Linked DNA regions of Sus scrofa: region 2 is linked to region 1. The links are chromatin contacts, called in public Hi-C maps. All regions are on one chromosome and are shown on one strand. Each heading gives the region's core, a stretch centred on a gene start, on an enhancer-like site or on the middle of the called end of the contact. The rest is flanking DNA. Distances are from core to core; before and after follow the strand shown.

Evidence for each region. Hi-C and Micro-C count contacts between places; a contact is called where the count stands out from the background.
Region 2: a contact with region 1 is called in a Hi-C map of liver, with 4 times the contacts expected there. The contact joins two enhancer-like sites. A contact is called at or near these places in 1 of 5 promoter capture datasets (liver) and 9 of 47 Hi-C or Micro-C datasets (embryonic fibroblasts, fetal liver, heart right ventricle and 2 more).

What each region holds. Positions count from the first base shown.
Region 1 is chr8:5,957,936-5,965,512 of Sscrofa11.1, reverse strand. It overlaps STX18 (syntaxin-18), which reads right to left. Exons shown (of 11, transcript XM_021100998.1): 2 at 7,291-7,358. Among named protein-coding and RNA genes, the nearest start is that of STX18, 78 kb to the right of the region's middle. Within about 2 kb of position 3,447, at least 3 of the 83 cell types and tissues checked have an H3K27ac peak or open chromatin away from gene starts, as enhancers often do. A contact at or near this core is called in fetal liver and liver, where this site is marked.
Region 2 is chr8:6,041,438-6,049,014 of Sscrofa11.1, reverse strand. No RefSeq gene overlaps it. Among named protein-coding and RNA genes, the nearest start is that of ZBTB49, 36 kb to the left of the region's middle. Within about 2 kb of position 3,729, at least 6 of the 83 cell types and tissues checked have an H3K27ac peak or open chromatin away from gene starts, as enhancers often do. A contact at or near this core is called in fetal liver and liver, where this site is marked.

The DNA of each region.
Region 1 (7,577 bases), core at 2,198-4,697:
CCTGCCTGGTTCATCTCCGCGGGCTGATGTGTTTCTGTGGAACTGAGATTTGAGACAGGAGCACTGGCAGAGCACGCACGGCACGACTGAAAAGGGGCGAGGGATCTGAGACGTAAAAACTGTCAGGAACAGAACAGACTTCGGAGGCAAAGCATCATCAGACCCTGAGTTCAGGGGCCTGGGGGAGCAAGGGACAATAATAGAAACAAAAGCCACAGAAGGAGGAGGAGAAAGAACTAGAAATAAGAAAGAAAGAGGCCACTCTCAGCACTTGTCCTTAGAATGCAGTTTAAAGGGACAGAGGGATGCTCTCGAGACTAAATGTTCCGTGTTCAACACTCGGTTTTCAAAAAGAAACCAGGGCAAATGGTCTTCTAACCATTTTGTGACAAAATCTAGAGAAACTAAAGGATAGCTCAAGTAATAAAGGAGGGCTGTCTGAAGTTCTACAGTCTAAGAAGAGGAAAGGGAAGTCACTGGACATACGGTACAGCGGCCACATGGCTGACGCGGGGCTGAGGCTACTGATGTTCACGGCGGCCTGATAACCGGACACCGGTGAGGTCTACAAACTCTAAGAACAGGCGGCTTGCATGAGATGGACACAAAAAATACTTGGTTGTCTGGGTCTTGTTTAACTGATCTGACCCCTTCATCCTGATCATCTGAGGGCCATGGGAAGAGTCTGGCTCCGGGAGGGATGGTGGCAGTGAGGCAACGAGAGAAGGGCCATTTGGAGCGAGAGACCACGAGGAAGGAGACGGGCGCTGTGCAGAGGACCAGGAGTTAGTGGGCTGCGGGCTTAGGATCAGGCAGGAAGCAGATACTCTCCCACTGTCCTAGACCGCGGCTCCGTGCCTCCTTGCTCCTCAAACCCCCAACACCCCCAGCCCCGCCGGCAGCATCAGTGATAGCTGAGCTCCCTGTTTCCAAGAACTCCTCCAAGCTCTCACTCCCACCTCCCCACCCCGCTTCCTAGGGGCCCAGAGACTGTGCCTTCTTCCCAGAGACCAAGGATGAAGCGTCCACTTCCAAGTTGGCCCCCTCCCACCTGGGCGCCGGGTGGGCCGTGGCAGTTCTTTGGCTTTCAAGCACCATCAGCCCTAGAAGAATGACTATGCGGACCCGGGGCTTAGACAGTGTCTGCCATACAGTGAACACTACACTAATAGTGGTTCCTAATAAAACCACCTCTCCCTGTCTACTGGATGTTCCTAGCCTCATACAAACCTGCTCCTATTTCTCCCAACTTAAAAAACAAAAACCAGCACTTCCCACTGTGGCGCAGTGGGTTAAGAATCCGACTTAACCCACTTGGGTCACTGTGGAGTTGTGGGTTCAATCCCCGGCCTGGCACAGAGGGTTAAAGGATTGGGCGTCGCTGCAGCTGTGGCCTAGGTTGCAGCTGTGGCTTGGATTCAGTCCCTGGCTCGGGAACTTCCATATGCCACAAGTGCAGCCATAAAAAACCAAACCAAACCAAACCTCTCAAATCCATGCCTCCTATCAGCTACTGCCCAACTCCTCCCCTCTTCACAATAAAACGTCTCTGAGAAGCTTACAGCCCCTGTCCCCATTGTCCCGGCCGTTCTCCCCTGACCTGATCCAAACAGGCTCTGTTGTCCTCACTCCCCAAGGTCACTGATGACCCCACCAGGCAGGGCTCAGCCCTCCCCCCATTACTTTCTACAGATTGGAGGGAGCTGATGGCTCCCCTGGCCCGATCGGCGGTCCTGTGTCCTCCCCAAAGGCACCCTCCTGTCCCCACCCACCTCCCCGGCTGCTGTCTGTTCTCAGGCCTTCTGGTCTGACCATTTAATGATGAAGAGTTCACGGCTCATCCCTGAACCTCTCTGCTCCCTACACTGCCCCCTTGGTGAGGCTGTCTAGGCTCGTGGCTTTTTTTTGTCAGCACATACAGCGGTTTTACATGGACAATTTCCAACTTTCCACCTTCTGCCTGAACCTCTCTTGAACTTGAAGCACATATATCTAACTGCCGGCTCCACACCTCCATTCAGAATGTTTATATGAATATGCCCCAAACCCGCTCCTGCCACAGCCTCCCACCTGCCTTGGCGGCAATCCCCTTCCTTCCAGCTGCTCGGGGCCCAAACCTCAGGTTGTCCTGGCGCCTCTTTACTCTCCCAGCTCACCTCTAACCCATCAACAAATTTAGCCGGCTCTACCTTCAAATTATTTCCAGAGCTGACCTCTCGTCACCACACCCACCGCTAACCCCTCTGGCCCGTGCCATCGACGGCCCTGGCCTGGATGGCAACTGCAGCCTCCCAGCTGCTCTGCTGCTTCTGCCCCGTCCCTGCTCAGTTTACTGAACTCACGAGCCTTGCGCATCTGTTACAAAGTCAGTCAGATCCCATCAACCCTGTGCAGACCGTCCAGTGCTGCCCACCTGAGAGCAGAAGCCAAGGTCCTTCCAGGCACTGCACGAGCCTTAAGACGCCTCACAAGATCTGGCCCCTGCTCTCTCTGAGCTCGTCCTCCACCTACCCCTGCCCCCTGCTCCAGCCACCCAGCCCCTCACTGCTCCATGCACCTGCTGGACATGCTCTCACATCAGGACCTTTCCGCTGGCTGGATGTTTTCTCCTTCTGGAATGTTCTCTGCCCGGATGCCTGTATAAACTGACTGCCTACTTCTTTGAGGTGGTCATGCAGTGACCCCCCTTAGTGAGGCCTTCCCAGTCCCTTTATTAAACGGTTTCCTCCCTGACATTTTCCACCTGTTTTCCCTTCTCTCTCCACCAAAGCATTTATCCTGCTCTAACATCCTGTATGTATCGTTTTTACTCATTTATTTTGTTTCTTCTCTATCTTCTCCAAAACATAGGTTCCGTAAAGGCGGGGATGTTTGTTCACTACTGTACCCCATCACACCTGGGATTTAGTAGGCTGATAAATCAATGCATCTGTACCCAAACACTTCCGGAACAACCTCCCTTAACACATGAGGCGACCCGAAGAGGCTGGACTCACAGCGACCGCCCGAGTTGATTCGACCCCCACCTCCAGACCTGTTGGCACTCCCATCCAGAGCCTTCCCTGGAAAAGTCAAGGCACAGAGGGGTGGGAGACACGTCCATCCTGACAACAGCCCCTCCCACCGCCCCCAAGCGAAGAGGGAGGAGTAAGCCTGGGGTTCTTTGCAGGGCCGACCTCAGGCCGGTCTCCCCCCTCCTTGGGGCGGCGCCTCCCCATCCAAGCCCAGCGCCCACGTTTTCCGGGGCAGTGGGTAGCGAGAAGAGGGGCCCGCCCTGAGCAGAGCAGAGCAGGGCGAAGCGGTCCAGGGCGTCCTTCATAGAAACTGCCTCGCTAGAAACAGAGGTTAAGGGGTCAGGGACAAATAAACAAGGAAGGCACCCAGCTCCTAGTGGGTGTGCACCCGTGGACCGAGCAGACCCATAAACGGCTAAGTCCAAGGACAAGAGGTTAACATCCTCCTCCTCCAGTTTAACTTAACGAAACTCCGCTCAGCGACACTGACAAGGTCTGAAGGTTAATCTGATAAAACTGATTACTCAGCTAAAAGGCGATGTTCCTTTAAGACAGATTATAGTATTAACCTTTTAAATTGGAAACTGACAGTATGATTCTTCTATTAGAAACAACAACAGAAACCAAGAAAGTTTTTCCCCCAAGTGGTACTGTTCTGTTACCAGGATATGGGGAAAAGAAGTGGAGAAATCATTTTTAATTAAAATCATTCAAGAGATCCCGCCAGAGGCTACCTAGATTGCATGCTGTTCTGCTCTAGTAAAATGTCATTATTTTAAAAAGTTAAATGGGTCAATAAAGTCTGAGCTCTACGTTATGGAAAAAATTACAGCTTCCTAATTATGTCAAACTAACACAGCCTTATGGGTCTGAAGGCAGTATTTCTCTCAGGCCCGTGATTAACCCCATCCAAATGTTCCCAGGAAAAGGCAAGGCCAGCACCCCCACTCCCCAACTCGAGGGGAGGCCGGCCAGCCTCCCTTCGGGAAAGGCTCTCAACAGCGCGTGCCTGCGGGAAGGGGAGCCCGACAGGGGCGTGGAGGGGATCCATCCCCTGCTGAAGCAACTCCTCCAGCGGGACACTCACTGCCTTCCTGGCCTCTGCCCTCCTGCCCTCCTTTGGGGAGCACGCCTCCCGCCACGGCTCCGCTGCCTCCTTCCCTCTGGGACCGCCTGCTTAGTGACAGCAGAGGCTTCTCTCCCGTGCTACACGGGGCCTCTGCGCTCTCTGTGTGCTGGGGCTGTGACATCCAGTGGCACCAACGACTGAGGGCCTCTCATTCAGGAGCCTTCAGCAAGGCCACCTGCCTGCAGACCTAACTTCTGCCCCCGACCCTAGCTTTCACTGAGGACACGTCCATCTCTGCCGTGCTGACTTGACCCTGGCATCCTCTCCATCCTCTGAACCTCTGTCTCTCCCTCCCTCCTCTGGAGGAAACAGAGGTGCTTTCTTTATCAACTGACCCCTGCCCCAACTGCATCACAGGTCAAGTGGGGCTCCGATTCAATCACCACACTCATCAACGGACTTCGTGTACCAGGGGCACCCACACATCTCATCTAACCCTCCGAGGAACACCGTCCACCCTTCATTTAAAAACCAAGCACAAGACGTGAAGAGAGCTGTATATGCGTGCATGGTTAACACCTGCCAGACCGGGACTAGAACCTGGGTGTGACTGAACCTGTCCTGAGCAATGTGAGGGCAAAGGACTCGATGCATCCATGCCATGGGGGTCTGGGAACACAGGCAAAGTGTGAGGGGCGGAGCTGTGCCGTGGGAGGAGACAGGCCCTAGTCTCACCATTATAAGCAAAAGTTACAGGATAGCTTTTGCATTAAAACCACTGCAAAGCTACAGAATAGCCCCTTATAAAATAACCTTTTTTATAGATCCATTGCTGTTTGTCTTTTTGCGCTGCATTTTAATCGTACTGTCTTGCCTGAATGTCCTATCTAGCCAGCACGTGACCCTCATATTTAGAGCTGGGCTCTTCCAACTTTTTCTGAAAAGGGCCAGATAATCAATACATTAGACTTTGAGGGCCGTATAGCCCATCACAGCCACTCCCTCTGCTGTTGTAGCATAAAAGCAGTCATGGAACATTTGTAAATGAATGGGAGTGGTGTTCTGATAAATTTTATTTATAGACACTGAAGTTTGAATTTCATATAATTTTCTTATGTGGTAAAATATTATTTCCCTCTACCCATTTGAAAATGGTAAGAACTAGCCTCAGCCCTCAGGCTGTACAAAAGCAGGCAGCAGGCTAGACTTGGTCTGCAGGCTGCGGTCTGCTGACCCCTGGTTTAGAGGGAGATACTATGTTTTAGATTAAATGACTTTCTCAGGTTGCATGGCTAATAACAGGGTGGGGTGGCTTGAACTAGACCAACATTTAAAGCAACTGCCCAGCGGGAGGCCTTTTCAGTGGATTTCCATGAAAGATCTCGACACCCCTTATTTAACCTAAGTTGTCAAGCACAGAAGAAAGGAGCTGGAAACTGACAGGCTTGTATCTGTTTTGTTGCGTTTTCCAAATGGCCGGAGCACCCATTTTTACAGACTGTGAGATCAGGACCTGCTGCACATACACACCTTCCAAAGTGGAATTTACACTGCCATCTAGTGTTGACCAACTATTTTAACTGAGAGCTTAAAAATAAGGTCTTGGAGTTTCCTGTCATGGCTCAGTGGAAATGAATCTGACTAGTATCCTGAGGACTCAGGTTCGATCCCTGGCCTCACTCAGTGGGTTAAGGATCCGGCATTGCCGTGAGCTGTGCTGTAGGTCACAGATGCAGGCTGGGTCTGGCGTGGCTGTGGCTGTGGTGTGGGCCAACAGCTGTGGCTCCAATTCAACCCCTAACCTGGGAACGTCCGTATGCTGCAGGTGGAGCCCTAAAAAGACAACCAAAAAAAAAAAGGTCTTTTTGGTACTAAGCTCAGAATAATACTTTTAGTGTATTCCAAAAGTATGCAAATGAAATACACTTAACAGTATAAAGCAAAGTGGTAGGACTATCTAAAAACCAACTGGGGTATAACTATTTTCTCTGTTAAAGAACTTATATGAAATATTTTCATTTTTGCATATATTTACAAAGTTTTTAAAAAAATAAGAGGATTTCTTTTATTTTTGCAAACTCTGTGATAGGAAAGCTTCTGAAGGGCAAAACCTCTTGTTTTATAAAATGATGACATTCTGAAAAGATGTTTTGAATGACGTCGCCTCACGCATGCAATCCCACTGCTCCAGTAAATTACACGCTGCCCTTGAAGCTGAGTCTTACGCAGAAACACCGCTCTACAGCCACAGGTGCAGGTGGGGGCCAGGGAAAAGCAGGAGGCAGGATGCCTGCACTGCCCCGTTTCTGTGTCTCTGAGAGCTGGAGCCTATTCTAGAAGCTATATTGGAAACCTCGATCAAAATGCTTTCCTTCTTTTTAAAAATCAACCTAATGAAAGCCCTCACTAGAGGCAAGAGTGTGTGTCTCCAAATGGCATTTTTACATGAGCTGCATTATCTCATTTGCTCAGTAATATTGACTCGGTGAGAAAGTGTACCCCAGCCCCTTCTGCATGTGCCATAACATGTATATACATACAGAGATGCAAACCCATGGGAGCGGCAGAGCAGGGGACACTGCTGTGGGGCTAGGGTGACTTGGAGGATGTGGGGTGTGGCCGGGCTCTCCCTGGCTAGGGGAGCTCCTTTCTGCTTTGCAGACATCCTTCTGCTGCCAAGCCAACCTTCTCCATCACAACCCGAGTAACTGAGCAAAGAGAGAGGACAAAAAGCTCAAAAGGAGTATAGGTGTGGAAAAGAACAGTCAAGGGACCTAGAGACTCTCATCCCAAGTGAAGCGAGTCAGAAAGAGAAAGACAAATACCACATACCACTTACACGTGGAATCTAAAATACAACACAAATGAACACGCCCATGACACAGAAACAGACCCACAGGTACAGAGAGCAGGCTTGTGGTTGCCAAGTGGAGGGGGCTGGGGAGGGAAGGCTTGGGAGTTTGGGGCTGGCAGAGGTAAGCCAGTATGTCTAGGATGGACAGACACCAAGGTCCTGCTGTGTAGCCCCGGGAACTATATTCAGTATCCTAGGATACACCATCATGGAACAGAGTGTGAAGAACCATGTACATACGTATATCCGAATCGCTCTGCTATACACAGCATTGCACATCAACTAGGTTTCAGTAAATTTTTTTAAATTAAAAAAAAAACGGTCACCAAAATCAGTACAAAATATACACTTACCTATAAGCGTTAATATAATCTTTCCTGTGTTCCAGAAGAAAATCTCTCAGCTTGCCAATGTGTGAAATCTACAAGGAAAAAAGAGCCAACAGTTGATATGGATAAATATGCTTGGTTCACATGCAGCACATTTTTCATTAGTAGCGAATGGAATGCAAGTTGTAGAAAGAGTCTGAGCTACAAACAGGACGATGCTGGTTTCGGACTCTTGCATAATCACTAAATTGTTGGGTGACACTCCTGGCCTTGGTCTCTTACGGATGGTTCTTTCTTCCTGCAACTGATCT
Region 2 (7,577 bases), core at 2,480-4,979, 83 kb before region 1:
ATTGCTTACCCCGATCGGCGCTCAGTCCCCACTCCAGGTGGCTCTGGGCAGCACTGACAGCTCAGAGTGATGATTCTCCACCCGAGAGATAAGAACCAGGACCTCTGGAGGCCCGCTCGCTCTGGTTTCCCCTTCCCTCCCTGATGCTCGTCTCAGGCCCCTGTTCCCCTCCCCATTGGCCCATATTTAAAAGTTGGGGTGCCCCCCGTCCTCTGTCCTACTAGGCCTCCTCCGGTCTAATGACTGTAAGTGCCATCCCTTGGCTCATCTCTCCCAAACTTGTGTCTGTCTTGGGCCTCTCCCCTAGACTTGACACCCTATCCCAGCTACCTGCCTGTCATCTTTATCGGAATGTCTAATTCAGGAAAAAATGTGAAACCAAGCCCTTCACCCTCTCCCCTGCTCTCACCCGTCTCCTGAAACAGCAACCGCAGTCTTCCAGTGGCTCGGATTAAAAGTCTGAGGCATCACCCCACTTCCATCCCTTAAACATCTGTGGCATGCCTCCTGTACACCTGGGTTTTGCTCAGGTCCTAAAGAATCAGATTTGCCCACGCCGAGGCACCTAGCCTTGAGTAAATGTGCATGATGAGGACAATAATTTGTTCTCGTAGAATAAAAGTTTAAGAAAAAATTAAAACCAAAGCTTTAAAATTCATATTTCCTACCTCTTTCCTTTCTCCCTTCACCGCTCTGCCCCAAAGCCTTAACCTAAATAAGGACAAACTTAGCAGTGGCAAAAAAGCTTGGAAATGTGTGCATGTTCTTGGATAGCAGGTGATCTGCAGTGGGCCAGGCCTTGACAGGTAGCGTGGGCATCCGCAGCAAGAATAAGAGCGTGTGCCTACGTGCGTGTGTGTGTGCCTGCGTGCATGTGTGTGTGTGTGCACAGGTACCTCACTGACGCCAGAGTTAGAGACCTGGGCTCTGTTCCCACCTCCATCGCCAACCCGGTGACAAGTGCCCTCCCCTCTCTGGACTTGAGTCTCCTGACTATGGAATGAGGTCTTGCCAATCTCATGCTCTGCGGACATGTCTGAGAATGCCTGTGATTAGGTTCCTATAGAACCAGCCTGGGCCAAGAAGTGCCTTTCATCTCAGAATTGCGATGTAAAGGCCCAGAGCTTGGGCAGGTTTTCCGAAGAACCCCAGCATCTTAGAATGTCTGGGACTCAAGGGCTCTTAGGAATCCTCTCCTGTGTCTGAGGGCTCCACTTTCTGTGAGGTCCGCGGGGGAGGCTTGTTAACAGTGCAGACCTTTGGAGGTTTTGATCCTGAAGGTCAGGGCCAAGGCCTGGGAATGGCTGTTTAGCATGTTTCCAGATGCTTCCCAGGCAGGTGGTGTAAGGCAGCAGTTGAAGAAACTCAGCTTTCGTCCGAATCCCTCACTGGATAGCTGCCCGCAGTTGGGAGGCCACTCGCCCAGTGATAACAGCAGCACCGTGTCTGTTGTGCGCCAGGCATAATGGAGCCACTTTACCAGGGTCAACTCGTTTCCATTCCACGACACCCTGAAAGGTGGATGCTGTGATTGTCCCCATCTACAGAGGAGGAAGGTGACCCCAGCTCCACTGGCCAGGAGGTTGGGTCCCAGGGGCATGGGTGGCTCCAAAGCCAGGGTGAGACCCAGCCGGAATGTCCGCCAGATGGGTGGTTGCTGGGTTTCTAAGGAACAACCTGCTGCTGTGATATTTGTGAAACAACTTGTCTCTGCCAGAACTTATCACACATTTAAAAAAAATTCTTATCTTTTCTAAGTAACATGGACAAAAGAGAAAAATCAGAAAGTGCAAGAAAAAGGAAAAAGATTTCCATCACCCAGAGGTGATGGCGGTGGTGACAGTGACAATGGTGATGAGTGTGATGGAGTGTGATTCTAGTCCCAACATCAGCTCCTGCCTGTGGGACATCCTGGCCCCCACGTCTCGTGCATTTTCTCGCTAAGCTCCTTCAGCACCCAAGGAGGTAGATTACGCTTACACCCTGGTTTGTTTCCTCCCAGACCTTTTCCTCTGCAATCAGATACAAATAGATCTAGACACCGCAACATGTTTCAAGTCGGCTCATACCATCCACCTTTCCTCTTGCCTTTTCACAAAGCAAACTGTCATAAACATCTTTGCTTGTCAAAAAGATGCATGGACCTCACCACTCTGAATCCGTCGCATATCCCATCACGCCCCCTGCAGTTTCAGGCTGCGTGTGAAGGGCCCAGCATTCAGCCGGGATGGCCAGGCTCCACAAAAAAGCCTTCTTTTCCTTACAGTTACAAGGAAATCCACAGGCCACCCCGACTGTTTCATGTTGGGTTTTCCTCTGGCCACCAGATGGCGGTATAGCCCCTCAATAAGCAGAGACCGAGGCTGGGTGACCTCAACGCTAAAGCTTCACTCACCCGAACCCCAGGTCCCTGCTTCTACCACGCACCCGCACCCCCACATTGAAGCCTGTTGACAGTGCAACATTCTCTTTCGCCAGGGTGGAGGGATGTGTCCTTGGAAGGGACGTCACTTGCTCATTTATTTTCCAACTTTGCTGAGTGCCCAGTGTCCCAGACAGACTCCAGGGTCAAGCAGCTCTAAGAGCAGACACTCCAGTTTGCGGATTCTCATGTCTCCTCTGTACAAATGGGCTTTAAAAATAGCTCTAACTCCTGGGTGACCCGTGAAAGCCCGATGCTGAGTGAAGGAAGCCAGACGCAGAAGCACACATGTGATGCCTACATGCATATCCATGAAATGCCCAGAATAGGTGAATCCACAGAGAAAGACAGTGGATGAGCAGTGGCCAGGGCGGAGGGAGGGTGGGATGGGACGAGATTGCTCCTGAGTTTGGGGTTTGTAGATTCTAGGACTAGGCAGTGGTTGTGAAGGACTGAATTCTGTCTCCCTTCCAATCAGTGAGGCCATGAGGCTGGGGCCTGATCCCACAGAACTGTGTCCTTATGAGAAGGGACATCAGGGAGTTTCCGTCATGGCTCAGCAGTTAACAAACCCGACTAGCATCGGTGAGGACGCAGGTTCGGCCCCTGGCCTCCCTCAATGGGTTAAGGATCCGGTGTTGCTGTGGCTGCGGCATAGGCTGGCGGCTACAGCTCCGATTGGACTCCTATCCTGGGAACTTCCATATGCCGTGCGTGTGGCTCTAAAAAGAAAAAAGACCAAAAAAAAAAAAAAAAAAAGAAGAAGGGACATGGGACATCAGAGGTGACGATCAGGAAGTGGGGACCACTTCACTGGCTCCTGAGCAGTGGCCTCAGTGAGTTCCCCTGCAGGATGCCTGGAGGGGCAAACCTGCACACCTGTCAGCTCCCCTCTCTCTGCCTCCAGGACAGAAGTAGCCCATGGCCTGTGCCCCAGAGCTGGCCTGGCCATCTCCCGAGAACCCTCTAAACCGGCTGGGCCTGGCCCATGAGGGGCTGACAGCGGAGAGAAAGGAATTTTGAAAATCCTCTCTCCCAGAACCCTGGCTCTCCAGTCTTTTGTTTTGCTGCAGGTGTCGTTCTGCACGCCGCAGTGGGAACAGTACCGTGAGCCCTCTCCCTGCTTCCTCTGTGATGTTCTGAGCCCCACGCCCATCCCCACCCAGGGCAGACGGATGTTTTTGATCATCATGGAGGAAGTTCAAGGTTCTCCGAGGCAAAACAGAAACAAAATAACTTTCCAAACAGAACCTTTGTAGTCAAACATGCTAATACCAAAGCATAAACCTGATCCAGCCTGGGGCCAACAGGAATGCAAAGTAATTCTTGTCTCTGGACAAGCAAAGTCTGTTCTGTCCAACAGAGGTTCAGCTGGCTTCTTCCCTGATTTGAAAACCAGCTCTGTCTCTATTTCATATCATTTCAGTAATCTTGACCTGGAAAATGTGTCTGTTCTTTGGAGTCTCTGCTGAACCAGCTAGAACATCTGCCAGTTCCCTCTCTGATTAGTGGGGTAAATAAAATCTTCAGCACATGTTCGTTTTTATATCTGTGTGAGAGGCAGGAGACACGATTTTCCCTTTTTTATTTTTATTTTTTATTTATTTATTTTCTTGGTCTTTTTGCCATTTCGTGGGCCGCTCCCAAGGCATATGGAGGTTCCCAGGGTTCCCAGGCTAGGGGTTGAATCAGAGCTGTAGCCACCAGCCTACACCAGAGCCACAGCAACGCGGGATCCAAGCCGAGTCTGCAACCTACACCACAGCTCACGGCAATGCCGGATCCTTCACCCACTGAGCAAGGGCAGGGATCGAACCCGCAACCTCATGGTTCCTAGTCGGATTCGTTAACCACTGCGCCATGACGAGAACTCCTCTAACAGACTTCTTGAAAGAAAAGTTGGTTCAGACATAGACAAAATTTTCTCTTTTCTTGTTTAATTTATGCCTGAATTTGGTAGATTTCCAAACCTACAGTGTATTAGTTTGCCAGGGCTGCCAAAACAAAGTACCACAGATTGGATGGCTGAAAAAAACAAATGAATTTTCTCACAGTTCTGGAGGCTGGAAGCCAGCAATCAAAGTCTTGGTAGGGTTGCTTAATTTTTCTTTTCCCTAGGGCCACATCCACGGCATATGGAGGGTTCCAGGCTAGGGGTTGCATTGGAGCCGCAGCTGCTGACCCATGCCACAGCCACAGCAACGAGGGATCTGAGCCACGTCTGCGACTACACCACAGCTCACAGCAATGTCAGGTCCTTTACCCAATGAGCCGCAACAGGAACTCCAGTTACCTCCGCTGAGGCCTCTCTCCTGGGCGTGGAGATGGCTGTCTTCTCCCCGTGTCCTCCTGTGGTTGTCCCTCTGAGCGTGCTGGTGTCCTAAGCTCCTCTCCTATAAGGACACCAGTCCTATTGGGTCAGGACCCACCCACGCGACCTCATTTTACCTTAATGACCTCTTCAACTATCTGCAAATACAGTCACATTCTGAGGTCCTAGAGGCCAGGACTTCAACATATGACTTTGGGGAGTAGCCACAATTGAGCCCATAAGACACAGGCCAGGCCAGAGCCCATGCATGTCATGGAGGGGGCTGGGAATCCTGCCAGGGCTGTGCTGAGTGACTCCGTTCATGCGTCTGCCTGTGACTCCGAGGGGCCACAGCAAGAGCGCCACTGCTCATTTTACCTGTGGCCCCTGAGAGTCTCAAGTCACAGTGATTTGATCAGGGCCCTTGGCTGTAGAGCCTTGACCCTTCCTCTGTGGGAAAAAAGACAGAGAAAAGGGAGTATTGGCTTTCGGGAGAGACCCTGCTTCCTGGTGGCTGACCTGTTGGTGCTGTGTGGCCTCAGCTTCCCCAGGAGTCTTGGCCATGGGGTCTTTAAGCCGTCACGTGGCACACGGGAGCCCAACCCACAGAGCTGTGATTTACGGAGGGCGGGGCCCCTCATCCCCTCGTCACTCTATGTCCCACCGGCCAGGGACCCTCAGGGGCTCCACGAGGCCCCCAGGGAGTCCAAGGAGAACAGTGTGCACACTGCTGGCCTCGGGGACACTGCTGGGAGTGTCACCTGGCCCCTGCACATCGACAAGGCCAGTTCCCCTGTTTCATTACTTATTAAGACCTGCTTTGCTCCAAGAAGACTATAGAGATACAAATAAACTTTTATCTTTCTAAAATATAAAAGAAAAAAATAAAATAAAAAATTTAAAAAAGGTGGGGGACGAGTTCCCATCATGGCGCAGTGGTTAACGAATCCGACCAAGAACCATGAGGTTTCGGGTTCGATCCCTGGCCTTGCTCAGTGGGTTAAGGATCCAGCATTGCCGTGAGCTGTGGTGTAGGTTGCGGGGAAGCTCCCCAACCAGTCAGTCAGTCACTCTGGGTGGCAGGGTGGGGACTGAGCCCCTGTTCCCTCTGTCCTCTCCAGGATTTCTGGCCATCGACCCGGGCGCAACCTCTGAGCACAGAGCCAGTGCCGCCCAGGGACCTGGCCCACAGCCGGCTTGTCACCCTGCTGCTGCCCTGCCCAGCCATCAGCCCCCTGTTCCTTTCCTGCGGCTGCTGGAACAATTTACCACCACTGGCCGGCTTGAAACAACAGAATGGTATTCTCTTACAGTGCTGCAGGCCGAGGGTCTGAGGTCAGGGTGTCGAAGGGCCATGCCCTGTCCAATGGCTCCTAGAGAGGGTCTTTCCCCGCCTCTTCCAGCTTCAGGTGGCTCCTGTGGCTTTGGCTCTGACCCCTGCCGCCATTGTCACGTGGCTTCTCCTCTGCGCCTGAGTCCTGCCTCCTCTTCTCATAAGGACACCTGTCATTTGGATGAGCCTTCCCCCGCCCCCCCCCTCAGCATCATCTCATCCTAAGTAATGACATCGCAAAGAGCCTCTTGCCAGAAAGGTCACCTCCTGGGGATCCAGGTAGATGGGAGTTTGGGGCCATGCTTCGCCAGCCAGCACAAGCCCACCAGCTGCTCTTGGCCTTGGGCTGTAGCACAAACCAAGAAGACAGGAGAGGCTGGGGGAGCCCCCGCAGTGCCCAGAGCTCTGTCACGTGTGGCACCAGCTGTGCAGTTCCGTCCTGGCAAAACAGGGACTTTTGCTCTGGTTTGGTTTGCTGTCCTTTCTAGCATCTCCCCTCCAGGCCTTTTCGCCTCGCCTGTGGTTGGGAGCTCCCAGGCTGTGGCTGGACTTACAAGCGGTCAGAAGCAAAAGGGTATGAAAAGGGGATGGGGTGTGGGAGAAGGGGAGAAATGTCACCCACGGAAAGAAATGTCACCAGTTCACCAGCCTCGAAATGTGTCACCCTGGTGGTTGAACAAATATAAACAGACACAGGATACCCTTTGTTGTCCTTCAGACTAGTTGAAGTTTTTCTGTTTTGGTGGTAGTGGTCCATGCTGGCAATGATGTGTTGAAACGGTCACTTTTGTACAGTGCCACGGCCCCTTTCAGAAAGAAAGTGATAGTGCTTCTGAGGATGGGCCAAAAAAGTCATGCCATTGCATTCAGTGATTCCACTTCTAAATGTCTCTCCTAAGAAAAGAATCAGAGATGTGGTCAAAATTTCTGTACAAAGACGTTACTCCAGCATTTTTTAAAAAATCGTGGTAAAAAATCAATGGGAAATAGCTGGACTGTCTAACCATAGGGGATTGATTAAGTAAACAATGGGATAGCAGCTTGATAGGAAAACAGCTACAGAGTTTGTCCTGACTTAGAAGAGTGCTGTGCTAAGTGAAAGAGGAGACACAGCGGTCTATCCAGCAGGGACCGCAAATGGGCACAAAACTGTGCAGCGAGAAAGGACTTGAGTTACTTGTGACGATGGATGTCCTCGGGGTGTCTGCATCTCCCTGGAAGAGAAATAACCCAAATTGGCAAGGGGACTGTCTCCGGGACAGAGGTGGGAGCTTGCTGCCCAGAAATTATCCCCTGCCACAGACCCTTCCCAGCTCCCCACTGGCAGGATAAATCCAAGCCCAGGTGCTTCCTAGTCAGCTCACCTGTCTTCCCAGCCTCACCCGTCTCCCTGCCAACCACAAGCCAACTCTTCCATTCTTCTGGGCCTTTGCTCATACTCGGCCCTCAGCCCAAATCCACATCTTTTCAATTTCCTCCTAGTGAACTCCTACACATCCTTCAAAACCCAG